Regions from separate parts of the Mus musculus genome. Here region 1 is linked to region 2. A link is a contact called in public Hi-C data. All regions are on one chromosome and are shown on one strand. The core of a region is the stretch at or near the end of the contact, and the rest is flanking DNA. Distances in the headings are between cores, read along the strand shown.

What was found. A called contact is a pair of places that touch in the nucleus more often than the background predicts.
Region 1: a Hi-C map of embryonic fibroblasts shows a contact between it and region 2, with 23 read pairs. The contact joins the enhancer-like site here to the promoter of Arhgap22 in region 2. A contact is called at or near these places in 7 of 39 promoter capture datasets (3T3-L1-derived adipocytes, the HPC-7 cell line, HPC-7-derived erythroid cells and 4 more), 1 of 15 datasets of contacts at CTCF or cohesin (the NIH/3T3 cell line), 36 of 484 Hi-C or Micro-C datasets (B cells, the C2C12 cell line, the CH12 cell line and 22 more), 22 of 115 datasets of contacts at active chromatin or transcription factors (the HPC-7 cell line, PVALB interneurons, acute myeloid leukemia and 16 more) and 3 of 9 other capture datasets (adipose tissue, liver and pancreatic islet).

Annotation. Positions count from the first base shown.
Region 1 is chr14:33,278,820-33,284,436 of GRCm38.p6, reverse strand. The region is part of intron 3 of Arhgap22 (Rho GTPase activating protein 22); the gene reads right to left. Among named protein-coding and RNA genes, the nearest start is that of Gm41130, 50 kb to the right of the region's middle. Within about 2 kb of position 1,851, at least 9 of the 459 cell types and tissues checked have an H3K27ac peak or open chromatin away from gene starts, as enhancers often do. A contact at or near this core is called in embryonic fibroblasts and trophoblast stem cells, where this site is marked.
Region 2 is chr14:33,212,230-33,218,403 of GRCm38.p6, reverse strand. Arhgap22 (Rho GTPase activating protein 22) reads right to left here and starts at 1,581. Exons shown (of 11, transcript NM_153800.4): 1 at 1,559-1,581; 2 at 1,293-1,452. The coding sequence starts at 1,344. It also overlaps the pseudogene Gm6340.

The DNA of each region.
Region 1 (5,617 bases), core at 602-3,101, 66 kb before region 2:
CTCTTTAGAAAATGGACTTGCTTCTTGGCAGCCAAGAGAAGGCATCAGCTTGACAGAAGCCACCTCCAATCACCCACATTATGCTGATAAACTGTAGTTCAGTCATCTACCAACGCATTAAGGAGCAAGAATGGCTGAACACCAATGCAAAGTAAGTTATGTTCAGCTAAGCAATGAGTAAGATACACTTTCCTGCTGCCCCAATGCTATTCAATCCGTTTTTCTGCCCAGTAATTGACAAAGCTCACAATTTACCAGACAGCCTTCCAGCTATTACTGTAGATTAACTGGGTTCACCTTAAAGCCAAATAATTGATCAGCTGTAAGAGGGAGGCATTCAGACTGGAAGCTCTGTGCTGAATTAAATTAGTAGACCAAGAGGAGCTCACTTCATAAATGAATGACCAGGGACACTGGAGGAAACGTGAAGGCTGGGCATTGGTTTTGTTTGAGATGCTCTTGTGATGTAGCCCAGGCTAGCCTTGAACAGTGCTCTGAGGTCAGTTTTAGATGACAAGGCTGAGTAGTGAGTTTCCTTTCCCTAGAGGATCGAAGGCATATTCTCATATAATTATTAATATAATGATTGTAAATATTTTAATCATATAACTATAATTAATATGTTCCCAGCTAGCCCCACTGTCACCTCTAGAGCTCCAGGAAGGTATAAGACAAGTTTTAAGGCAACTTCATTCATGATTTTTTTTTCTTAACATGTTTCAGGAAGGGAAAATTGTTCTAATTGAGATTTGTTTAAAAGTGAGCTTCTGGGGTTGCCATTTTGATTTTTGTAAATACAGCTTTTTTGATTTAACTTGTTTGATTAGAATTCGGATTTTGATATCTATAACAGCAGAACTTAAGGTCCTCAAATGGCTGCAAACATCTAAGAATCCCATAAAGAGAACATGAATCCTCAGATTTAGAGCTAAATAATTGATACCTCTCTTTTTATAAGAGTCTAGTAATTTCTCACAAAAGAGACATTTGAAGCTGTCTCCAAGGGCATTTTTAAGCAAGAGGGGATGTACAGTCTAATTTTCCTCTGCCATGCTAACAGAGCCTATCAGCAGCCAATTAACTCAAGGTCATGTCTGTGTCTCTGTCACAGCTGAATGGCAGGAGGGCCTGCTATGGATGCTTCCGTGCCTCTCCTTTAAGCTCCACTGTACTCCTTTTGAGCATAGCTAAACCAGCGTGCGGGTCTGCGGTAGGACTGTCTTGCTTGGGAGGACATTGCTAACTTGTTCATGTGCTGTGGATGGACTCAGCAGCAGGGAGGAGGAGATTTGAACAATTATGACTTACGGGAGCTGCAGGCTCCAAGGCCCATACTGTGTCCACTATTAATTGTGTCTCCTTGGAGACGTTCATCAGGCCTGGCATGGACCCCAGGGCTCAGATTCTCTGCACAAGATGGCAACTGAAGAACATGATGAGCACCAACAATTGGAATTCTGGGAAAGTACCTGCTCTGGACAGACCACAGAACTCACCAGCTTCTCTTCTGGCCTCAGTTTTGACTCATACAGCACGTGGCTTTGGAGAATCCCTCTGGTTTAGGTGATTCCAGGATTTCATTCCTGTGCATTAAGTGGTCCCCACTCACCTTTGACTTTGAGAGCCAGAAAGGCCTTTAGGGACGATCTCTGTTTAACCCCCCTCCAAGCTATGTGCCATCAGCCCTGGGGACCACAGCTCACCTGCTCCAGTCTGCCACACCATAGGAACAGAGCGGTCATGAACGGCAAGTTGGTTCATTATTTTGCATGAGGCTGAATGCCTTATATAGAGCTGGTCCCAGGATTTCCTTGCCTTAGGCGATATACTGAGGTTTTTTTTTCTGACTCACAGGAGTTCACATACCTCATCTTCATGGATCCCTGTTCCTGCTGTACTGAACATGCAGTGTTTGAGGTGACTCTATCTTTCTCCAAGTAGACCAGGTCTGAGTATGGCTGAGCTCAGCAGGGCTCCCCCTCCCTGGTATCATAATTTATGTGCATTTTGTAACAGGACTCAAGGGTCTCATTAGCTGTCCCCCCCACAACATATCTCACTATTAGTTTCTACTGAGCCTTCAGCTAATTAAACCCTTAATTCTGCTTCATTTGACTTTTTAAAAATGTGTATGGGTATGTGAGTGTATATCACATGTGAGCAAGCACCCTTAGAGGTGAGAAGAGGGTGTCTGATAGCCTGGAATTGGAAATTCAGGTAGTTGTAGGCTGCCCATTATGAGTGCTAGGAACCAAATTCTCGACTTTTACTACAGCATCAAGCTTTCTTAATCACTGAGTCATCTCTCCAGTCCCTAAATACATACATATATATACACATATATATGTGTGTATATGTATATATATAAATTTTATATAATATATTATATAATATAGTTACTTATATACTTTTATAATTTATACATTTATATTATATTATATTATTATAAAATATATGTTTATAATATTTATATCACACATAGCATTTATATATGATATAAATATTTAAAATATAATATATTATAATACATATTATAAGTATACAATATCTATACTCTCTCTATATATTTCTATTTAAATATGTACTGTACTCTCTCTTTATATATATTTAAATATATTAATATATACATATAAATACATTTATCTAATTGAATATATCAAATATATGTATATATGTGTATATGTATTTAAAGACAGAGTACAGTACAAAGCTCAGACTGGCCTTGAATTCGTTATCCTCCAATCTCAGTTTCCCAAGGACTGGGATTACAGGAATCAGCCCCTACTCTTGGCATATGTTTTTAACTAGTCTTAATTAGATCACTCTATTTTGTGGGATCAAACAGCTGTTTGAAACCAAAGCTAGACCTTTCCATTTTGACTTAACAATTTTCCATGAACCCAGCTTGTCAATGCCAGCTGCCAGAGATGTCCCTCGCAGCTCTGCAAATTCATTACCTAAGTTTTTGGTTTTCAACAGTGTCACTATCACGCGCCGGGACAGTAATTCAAAGAGTTGGTTCTAGACTCACGGCATTTTCTCAGTTGTGGCCCCAGCACTTTTTTATTTTGTTCTGTGTGACATCCATTTTCTCAACTGGCTAGAAGCAGATCTACACATCTTGCAGGTCTTGGAAGGTTGGCATAATTATTTCTAAACCGTTGTGGTTATTCCCCGCTGTATAACAAAGCACCCAAAAACTTAGTGGCTTGAAAAGAATGAACTATGAGTTTTGGGCAGGGCTCAGGGGACAGTTCTGCTCCACAGGGTGTGGTCTAGGGTCACTTACACAGCTGCACACAGCTGGTAGCTGCCTGGGACAGAAGACTCAAGGCTTTACTCATTTAGCAGGGCCCTGGGAGCTCTCTCCCTACACAGTGTCCCTGCTCTGCCCTGCCCTGCCCAGACTGTGCACAGTTTGGCTTCTCAGAGGTGGGGACTGGAATGCATTCAGTATCACTTAGAGGCCAACTTGTCCCAAGCCCAGCTTCATACTCAAGAGGAGGGGAAATGCCACCAACTTGCTGCAGGGAGCAGGGCATGTGTCCAGGGAAGGGAAGGGATGCAGGTGGTCAGCCTTGGAGACTGCAGAGTGTGGGGCTGGGGAAAACAGAGTAGGTGGACAGAACACAGCTGAGAAGTGAGTCTGTGGTCCAGTCAGAGGGCTTGGCTTTTACTGTTCTCCATCAAATTGACCAACATGGCAGAGGCAAGGTTGGGGGCCCCTGCCTGTCATGGACCCCTCTCTGCTGGGTGACTTGCTAAGGCTTCATTGAGTGTAATTCACTTAAGGAGGAAAGAGTTTATTTTGGCTTACAGTTACAGAGGGATAGAGAGTCTACCACAGTGAGGAGGGTATGGTATGGTGGCAAGAGCTGGAGGCTGGCTGATCCCAGTTTCTATCTACACACAGGAAGCATAGATGTCAGGTGAGACTTTAAACCCTCAAATCTCACTGCCAATGACACACTGTAGCAAGGCTCTACCTTCTAATGGTTAATAACCCTTCCAAACGGGGACAACACGTGTTCACATTCAAGCTATGGGGGATAGTGTGTGAGTGTGAGTGTGTGTGTGTGTGTGTGTGTGTGTATGAATGTACGCCAAATGTGTGTCCTCACAGAGGCCCAAAGAGTCCGTTGGAGCTAGAATTACAGGCAGGTATAAACCACTTGATTTGGGTGCTGGGAACCAAACTTAGATCCTCTGGAAGAGCTGTGAGCACTTTAACTGTGAAACTATCTCTCCAACTCCTAACATATTTTTTTCATTTAAATCACAACAAATGTCTTCTCTGATTATGAGCTAATGAGCTATGAGCCCAAGTCCAGAAAGCTATATCTCTATCTCTATCTCTATCTCTATCTCTATCTCTATCTCTATCTCTATCTCTATCTCTATCTCTATCTCTATATCATCTATATCTGACAAATGACTTGCTGAAGTTCAGACACCAGGCACCCATGGCAAGTGTCTTGGTCAACTTTAACTGTCTAGGTGACACAGTCTGGAGTCACATGACAGGAGACTTTTAGTTGAAAACCTGCCTAGATCAGACAGTTCCATGTGCATGTATGAGGGGGTTTTCCTGATTGTTAGTTGATGTGGTCCAAGGCAGGTGGTCCTGAAGGGCTTAGGAAAGCTAGCTAGGTACAAGCAAGCAAACAGCATCCTCCCTGGGTCCTGCTGGATTCCTTTCCAAGCCAAGTTCTCACTGAGGTTGTCCTAGCTGTCACATGCTACTGGAGCACCCAACATCATAGGCAAGATGTCAGACCTCCCTCATCTAAAAGTGAGACACTTTCTTCTCTGAGGTGAGGTGGGAAGGAGGGGCCCTCAATATCACCCCTTGAGCTTTGTTTGGGGTTGAAAATCTTGCTAAATGATAGTCCCAGAAAGTGAGAGACATTCCTTATAACTTTCAAGTTATGGGACTGGCTGACCTACCCAACCCCCACATAAGGTTTCCTCCCCACCTAAATATTTCTTTTAATTCCAATTAAACAATGTACTCAGTTTACCATACATAATGTATATTCAATATTATAAAATTCAGATACATTTTTTTCTTGTGTCTTTTAAAATGAGTATGTACCACAGAGATGAACATACACAGAACCTGAACAAGTTCAAGCCAGATGAGGTTCCAACTCTGAAAAGAGGGAGTGAACACAGGAAAAGAAGCTGTCTGCAACTGATACCTGCTAGGAAAGAAAGACAATCAATTTTCTCCAATGGAGTTTCACTGGGAATATCAACCACACTCCAGGGCAGGCCCCATGCCCAGGAGCAGTTAGCCAACCCCAAATGAACTCCTTCTCTGTTTGTTGTGGGACTTAGTTCTATGTTGGCACTTTCTGTTTTATTGGCTTCCCTGATGACTTTTGATTGTATTAATGCTAACTTCAACTGCAGCCTCTTTCTCGTCCATCTTGTCAACCCCAGGCTTTTATGCTAAATTAAATCAAATTTTAAATCAATTTTCTACTACTCCTTGCTGCTCAGCCTCCTAACACTTACTATCCTGGAAAAAGAGGAAAGAAAAAAGAAACTAAAGAGGCAAAACAGAAACTCAGTCTGTTTGAAAGAGCCTCTCAACTGTCCCTGCCAGAGCCTG
Region 2 (6,174 bases), core at 332-2,831:
TACCTAGACTCTAGCCCAGGTCTCAGAGCCCAGACCTGGCTTCCAGCTCACGCAACCCTGCCTTTGTGGAAGAAGAAACTTTCTCCTCACCTAACACATGCCTGCTCAGGACGACAGAGGCACAGCAGGAGTCTGAGCCCTGTGGCTCTGTTCACTTTTTCCTAGTGCTGGCAGAGACATAAACATGTGCAGGAGCCTGCGTTCCACCTAAGGCTGGCTAAACAGAAGTCTCCAGAGGAAGTTGGCAAGCTTGAGGAGGACTGGGGCCCAGAGGACGTTACTGATGGCATCTATTTCTGGAATCCAGCACTCAGGTCTAACCTACCAAAGACACCACCCAGCTACAAACACAACCAGCTCCTTCCTGCCTGAGGTCCATCCTGTGCACACACATTTAAGTCGGGCAGCTCCAGCAGGGTCTACCACCTCTATGACACAGCACCTGCAAGACCCAGCACCTGCAAGACCCAGCACCTGCAAGACCCAGCACCCGTATGATGCAGCACCTGCAAGGCTCAGCACCCGCAAGACCCAGCACCTGTATGATGCAGCACCTGCAAGACCCAGCACCTGTATGATGCAGCACCTGCAAGACCCAGCACCTGCAAGACCCAGCACCTGTATGATGCAGCACCTGCAAGACCCAGCACCTGCAAGACCCAGCACCTGCAAGACCCAGCACCTGCAAGACCCAGCACCTGTATGACCTTGCACCTTCAGGATCTACACCTGTGTGACCTGGCACCTACACGATTCAGTTCTTGAGGGGCCCAGCATCTTCAGGGAATACCAGACCATCATCTGTCAGTGACTCGAACAGACACTAGTCCCACTGTGACTAGCTGCTGCCTTCCCAGAGCTTCCCGGAGCTATTCAATCATCCTCTCTGCATCTTTCAGTTCACTACCAGGCTGGGTGGCTTCCTGGCACAGACAGAGGAGCCTTGGGATGCCCAGTTCTCCCTGTGGAAGCTCTATCCAGTGTCCAAGCAGTCTGTGGTCATGGTGATCCTCATGGCCGTCAACTGTCATTAGAGTCCCCAGCCATTGGAACCCAGGACCCTTGACACTGGAGCCTGATTTCCAGGCTCACAGAGAGCAGATGCTGGGTCATGGCTGAGTGCTGGCTAACCAACTTGTGCTGAGAGCTGAAGGAAGATTGAGTCCCCACTTCATGGTGCCCACAGCCCGCAAGACCAACGAGGCTCCTTCAGTGTCACCGAGCGACCCCACCCTTAAGCACGAAGTCAAGCACACAGGCAGCCATTCCCCACCATAGAGCCAAATCCTTACTGAAGTATCTGGCAGCGAAGGTTCTTCTTTTGCTGGAAGCCGTCGGCAGCATTGCTAGGCTGGCAGTGTGCAGATTTCTCCTGTGTCTTCTCTGGAAGGCAGCAGCCACATCCTCAGGCAGACAAGCTAATTCCCAGTTTCAGTAGCAGGCGATCAGCATCTATAGTAGAGAAATATATTTAGAACGCTCTTTCCAGGCATTTGCCTGGATTTCAAACACGAACAAAGCCTGCTGTGAGGGACAAGTTTCTCTGTGGAGCATGTACCTTGGGGATCTGAGAGCAGACTTGGGGAAGTCAGAGTATCAGTTCCTCAAATCTGTAAAATGGGACCAGCAGTGACAACTGCGTCTCAGAGGGAGAAGATGCCAGATTCATCAGCGGAAGCAAGGGCTCGGTGAGCCAAGGGCTCTAGCTACTAGATTTGATATTTTTCGCCCCCAAGGGAACAACATGGAGCTAAGTAAGGGACCGTGCAAATTGCTCTGAGCATGCTGGCTGGTTCCTGGCTCACACTTTGGCTTGTGGTCCAAGTGCTGGGGTAGACCCCAGGAAAGCTCTGTCACATCCTTAGGGTACCACTTCTCCATTCTATTTTTGGAAATGTGTCATCATTACATCATTTACAGTTGTGGAAAATGGGTACAAACGAACAAACAAATAGACAAAGCTTGCTTATAACTAGCCAAGTGGTATTTCTGCCGCCGTGAACATCATTCACACAGCAGCAGTCCTAGCGACCTAAAATAAAGCCAGGCTCTGAGATGGCAGGCACACTGTCACCTGTCTTTAGGACATATGATACCATTTGCAGATGGAGCCCAGAATGCTCTTCCCCTACCTACCCTGTCTCCAGTGTGCTAGTCTCTACAAGCTGAGCTTGTATGAAGCCTGAAGTTACCGGTAGATCCTTCCAACCTGGGCAGGAGGAGGCAGAAGGAGGCAGGAGGAGGAGGAGATAGAGATGCGGGCTGAAATCGGTCCATCACTGCCACAGAGAACAGAAGCTTGGGGCTATGGACTAGTGCCTGGTATTCTGTGGGTCCTGCTGGGGCAAAATGCTTCTGGTTCACACTTTAGCATGTGGGTATAGTTCCTGTCACTGACTGGTCCCCAGGGAGTGATGGGACAGCACCTGGAATGGAGAAGGCAGACTGCCTTTGGAATAGCAGAGAGAATGAAGCGGTCACTAAGCCCTAAATCTTCAAGGGCCTAAGCCCAAGATATTGGCATGACCTGGGACCCAGGAGCACAGATGGCCTTGAACACACAGCTGAGCTGGGAGTCTCCAGGGAAGTGATGGAGCTGGAGCCAGGAAATGAGGACCCTGGAGTTGGTACAGACCTCAGAGACCCTGAGGGATTTGGGAGTGACACCTTCAGTCTCTCCTGGAAGAGTGCACAGTTTGGAAGCATAGGTGGACGGGGGTAAGGCTCTGAGGGTGGGGGCACCCCACACCCACTGTAGCAAGCCTTAAGAATGAATGCTCTGGGTTCACACTGTAGGTCCAGTCCCTAGCAGGACACAAAGCCAGGTAGGCGTGTAGTATGCCTGTAAACCCAGCAATCAGGAGGTGGGGGCAGAGACTCAGAAGTTCAAGGTTACCCTCAGCTATATAGTGAGTTCAAGGCCAGCCTGTGCTACATGAGAGCCTGTTTACAAAACAGAAGTCTAACGTTAAAGTTGAATTCAGGAATACAAGGGCACACATTGGCTCCTTTAGGGGGAACAGTCTCATAATTGGTGGCAGACAGCTGGATCTAGCAGGTTGACATGTCAATCAAGTCTGGGTTTCCTTGCAGTTCTGTTTGCTTCTAGGGTGTTTCCTCTTCCCTCTCTTCCTCCTTCCTCTCCTTCTCCCTCTTCTTCACCCTTCACCCTTCCTCCTTTCTCCTCCCCCTCCTCCCCTTCTTCCCCTGGCCCTCCTTTATTTTGGGATCAGCTTTGGGAGCTAACATTTCTTCTCTCCCGCAGAGCCCGAGGAAAGAGGACACTGTCCAGTCTCAGACAAACCACAGAGCTTCTTCCCAAAGCCTGTCAAATGCCTTCTTTCCTTGATTTGGGGCACTAACCAATGCACTCGACTGGATCCAAACCAGTGGGGTGTGCTGATTGGCTAAAGCAGCCGGGTCTTATCACATCTAAGGAACTGGGTGGGGCTGGCTTTTCCCAGGACCAGAGAGGGCAGGCAGAGGAGACAGGTGGGTGCTAGAATAGACCCTGGGAGACTGTAACAATTGTGTATACGTTTGCAGGAGGGGGGAAGTTCCTAAACCGATATGCTACTGTGGGGTTGGAGTAGAGAGGGGTCACCTCTGTGAAAGAGGAAGAGGTTTGCTCTCTAGCCCTTCACCTTAGTATTCTCCTAACCTACCTTTCTAAGCAAGGTCAACAGCCGGCCACACCCAGCCAAGCCCAGTAGAGCCAGGGCCCGCCTAGACGCCTCCCAGAGCATGACTCAGCTCCAGGCATGGCTCCGCACCACGCTCACAACAGATCTGTTTGCCCTGGACTCAGGCCAGTGCCCCTGTGCCTTATCTCACCCCACCTGCAGGCACAACTGCACAATGCACACATTTACGTGACACCTGACAGCAGCTGGGGGAGGGTCTCATTGTGGAATCGTGATGCTCCGAGCCACGCAGCAATTTAATGTGGCTTAGGAGGGTATTTAGAGTCCATCTTTAAAGAATGAACTCACAGCCTGGGGTCAGGAAACTTGTGCAGCCCCGGCTCCCCACTCCACCCCACACAGGGTCGCTGCTGTGTGTGGCTCTCCTGGAGCTGTCCTGGCTCACCTGGATCTCATCTTTGCTCACCTGGACGTGGAGAGCAGGCTTCTCTGTCTTTGCCTGAAGAAGGAGGGGCTCCTTCTTCGTTCCAGGAGGGAGCACTCTAGCTGCCGCCCCTCTTCTCACCCCGTGGGTGCCCTGCCTTTGCCCCTGCCCCTGGCTCCCATGGGACGAGTCCGCTGGTAGGACCAGGGGATGCAACCCAGGCTGAACATCATCAGGCAGGATGCAGGTTTCCTGTCTCCTCGATGCCTCTGGGGATGATGCTCTGACAGCTGTCCTTGGCTGGCCTCTCAAGGCTGCAGCAGCAACCTCAGCGGCTCGGAAAGTGTAAAAGGCTGACCTCTGCAGGAAGCGCGGCGCCGAGGAGGGCCTGGGTTGGCTGGTTTGGAGCGCCCTCTGGTGGTCATTAGAGGAGCTTCGCCCGTGCTTCTGAACCCTGGTCTTGTTCCTGGACATTGCATTTTGTTTTCCTGCTGGGATCCGGGGGCAGCTTGAGTAAGTCTGTGCTTTTTTTTTTTTAGATTATAAAAAAACTTCCTTTAATCGAGGCTTGTAACATGGAAAAGATCTGTCAGATAAAATGCAAAGTTTCTAATACATTGAAACATAAATCCATAAGTCATCATAAATACAATACCCAATAGTAAAAAACACATCAGCATATTCACACCATCCCTGTAACAGCCATGATCTAGATTTCACATGCTTCTGCCAAATGACTAATATGGTCACACTCATCTGACAGGGCTGTGGCACTGGTGGCTCAACTCCAGAAGCAAAGCAGATACCAGCACATTCAAACAGTGTATCCTTTACATATCAAAGTGAGAAATAAGAAAGCAACATGGTCACCCGATCAGAAAGATGGTAGGGAGTGAGGACAGCTGTGGAAAGCTCGAGGCCGGAAGGCGGTTCGCTGGCTTCATTTCTTTGGCTTCTTGGGCAGTGGCTGCGGGAACAGTAAGATGTGAGGTTCTGGTTCATGGATCATATAGTGGACCCATCCCTGACTCTGCTGAACGCCGAGCTTCCTCCATTCAGATTCAGACATCAAGTGGGTTTTCGGGACCAGGTTGGCTATGTCCTTGGGCAATACGGCATGCCGGTACTCGAACTCCTCGTCGTATTTGTCCGAATAATAGATTTGTTTGTGGGACATGATTGCTCTGCTGGAGGGCGCTCAGCCCCAGGGCCGCTGGCCTCCAGACAACTCCCAGCAGCCAAGTCTGTGCTTTCTTATGGCCTCGCCTTTCTACCCTCACTATTTGCTGGTGATTCATGTGGGGCTCCTGGGCTTACATAGATTTTTTTGTTCCCATCAGATCAATCCTTCCACCTTGTTCCATGGTTGGGTGCTGAGAAGTGCAGCAAGAAAACCCCCAGGTGGTGGAGGACAGATATGACTATTTCTCAAGCCATAAGGCTCACTGAGGGCATTTTAAAGCCAAAGGCTCAGGACAGAAGTGGGCAGGTGGCCCCATTGTGGAGGCAGAAAGTTCCCTTCTTCCAGAATGAGTCAGCCCTCCACTCACCAGGGCTCAGCAGAGACACTGCTGGCATCCCCTCTGATTAAGCTAACAGACAACCTCATTGGAAAACACCCCACCAAGGCCTCCTGTGTGCACACAGGCCAAGGAATTCTAGTCTGTCCAGCCTTGCTGGAAAGGGGGCTGGGGTTGCAGAACAAAGTGGGAGAGAGGCTGAGGTGGAAGTGATTTTGATTCCTGTGGTGGGCACAGGCAGCTCACTGGGTAGTTTCACAGCCTCCCTAAGCCTCACTCTCTAGCCCTAAACCGCGGGTAGGGATATGAGTGAACCCATCCCCCAGAGGACAAAGGGCAGTAGATCACACTGGGCAATTTGCTAGGTGACTGCCGTATGCCAGCCATGAAGCCATAATACCTGACACCTGCTGGCAGAGGGGAAGTCGGTCTTCTCTAACAGAAGAGCCTCCACTTAGGGCCCGGGGGCAGCTCTGACTTCACAGGCTTTCTTCTGATTCCCTCCACTTCCTCTGTTTTTCTTTTCACTTTACTTCAGTAATGTTTTTATCTTATTTTAAAACTATTTCTTTTCTTTTTTTTTTTT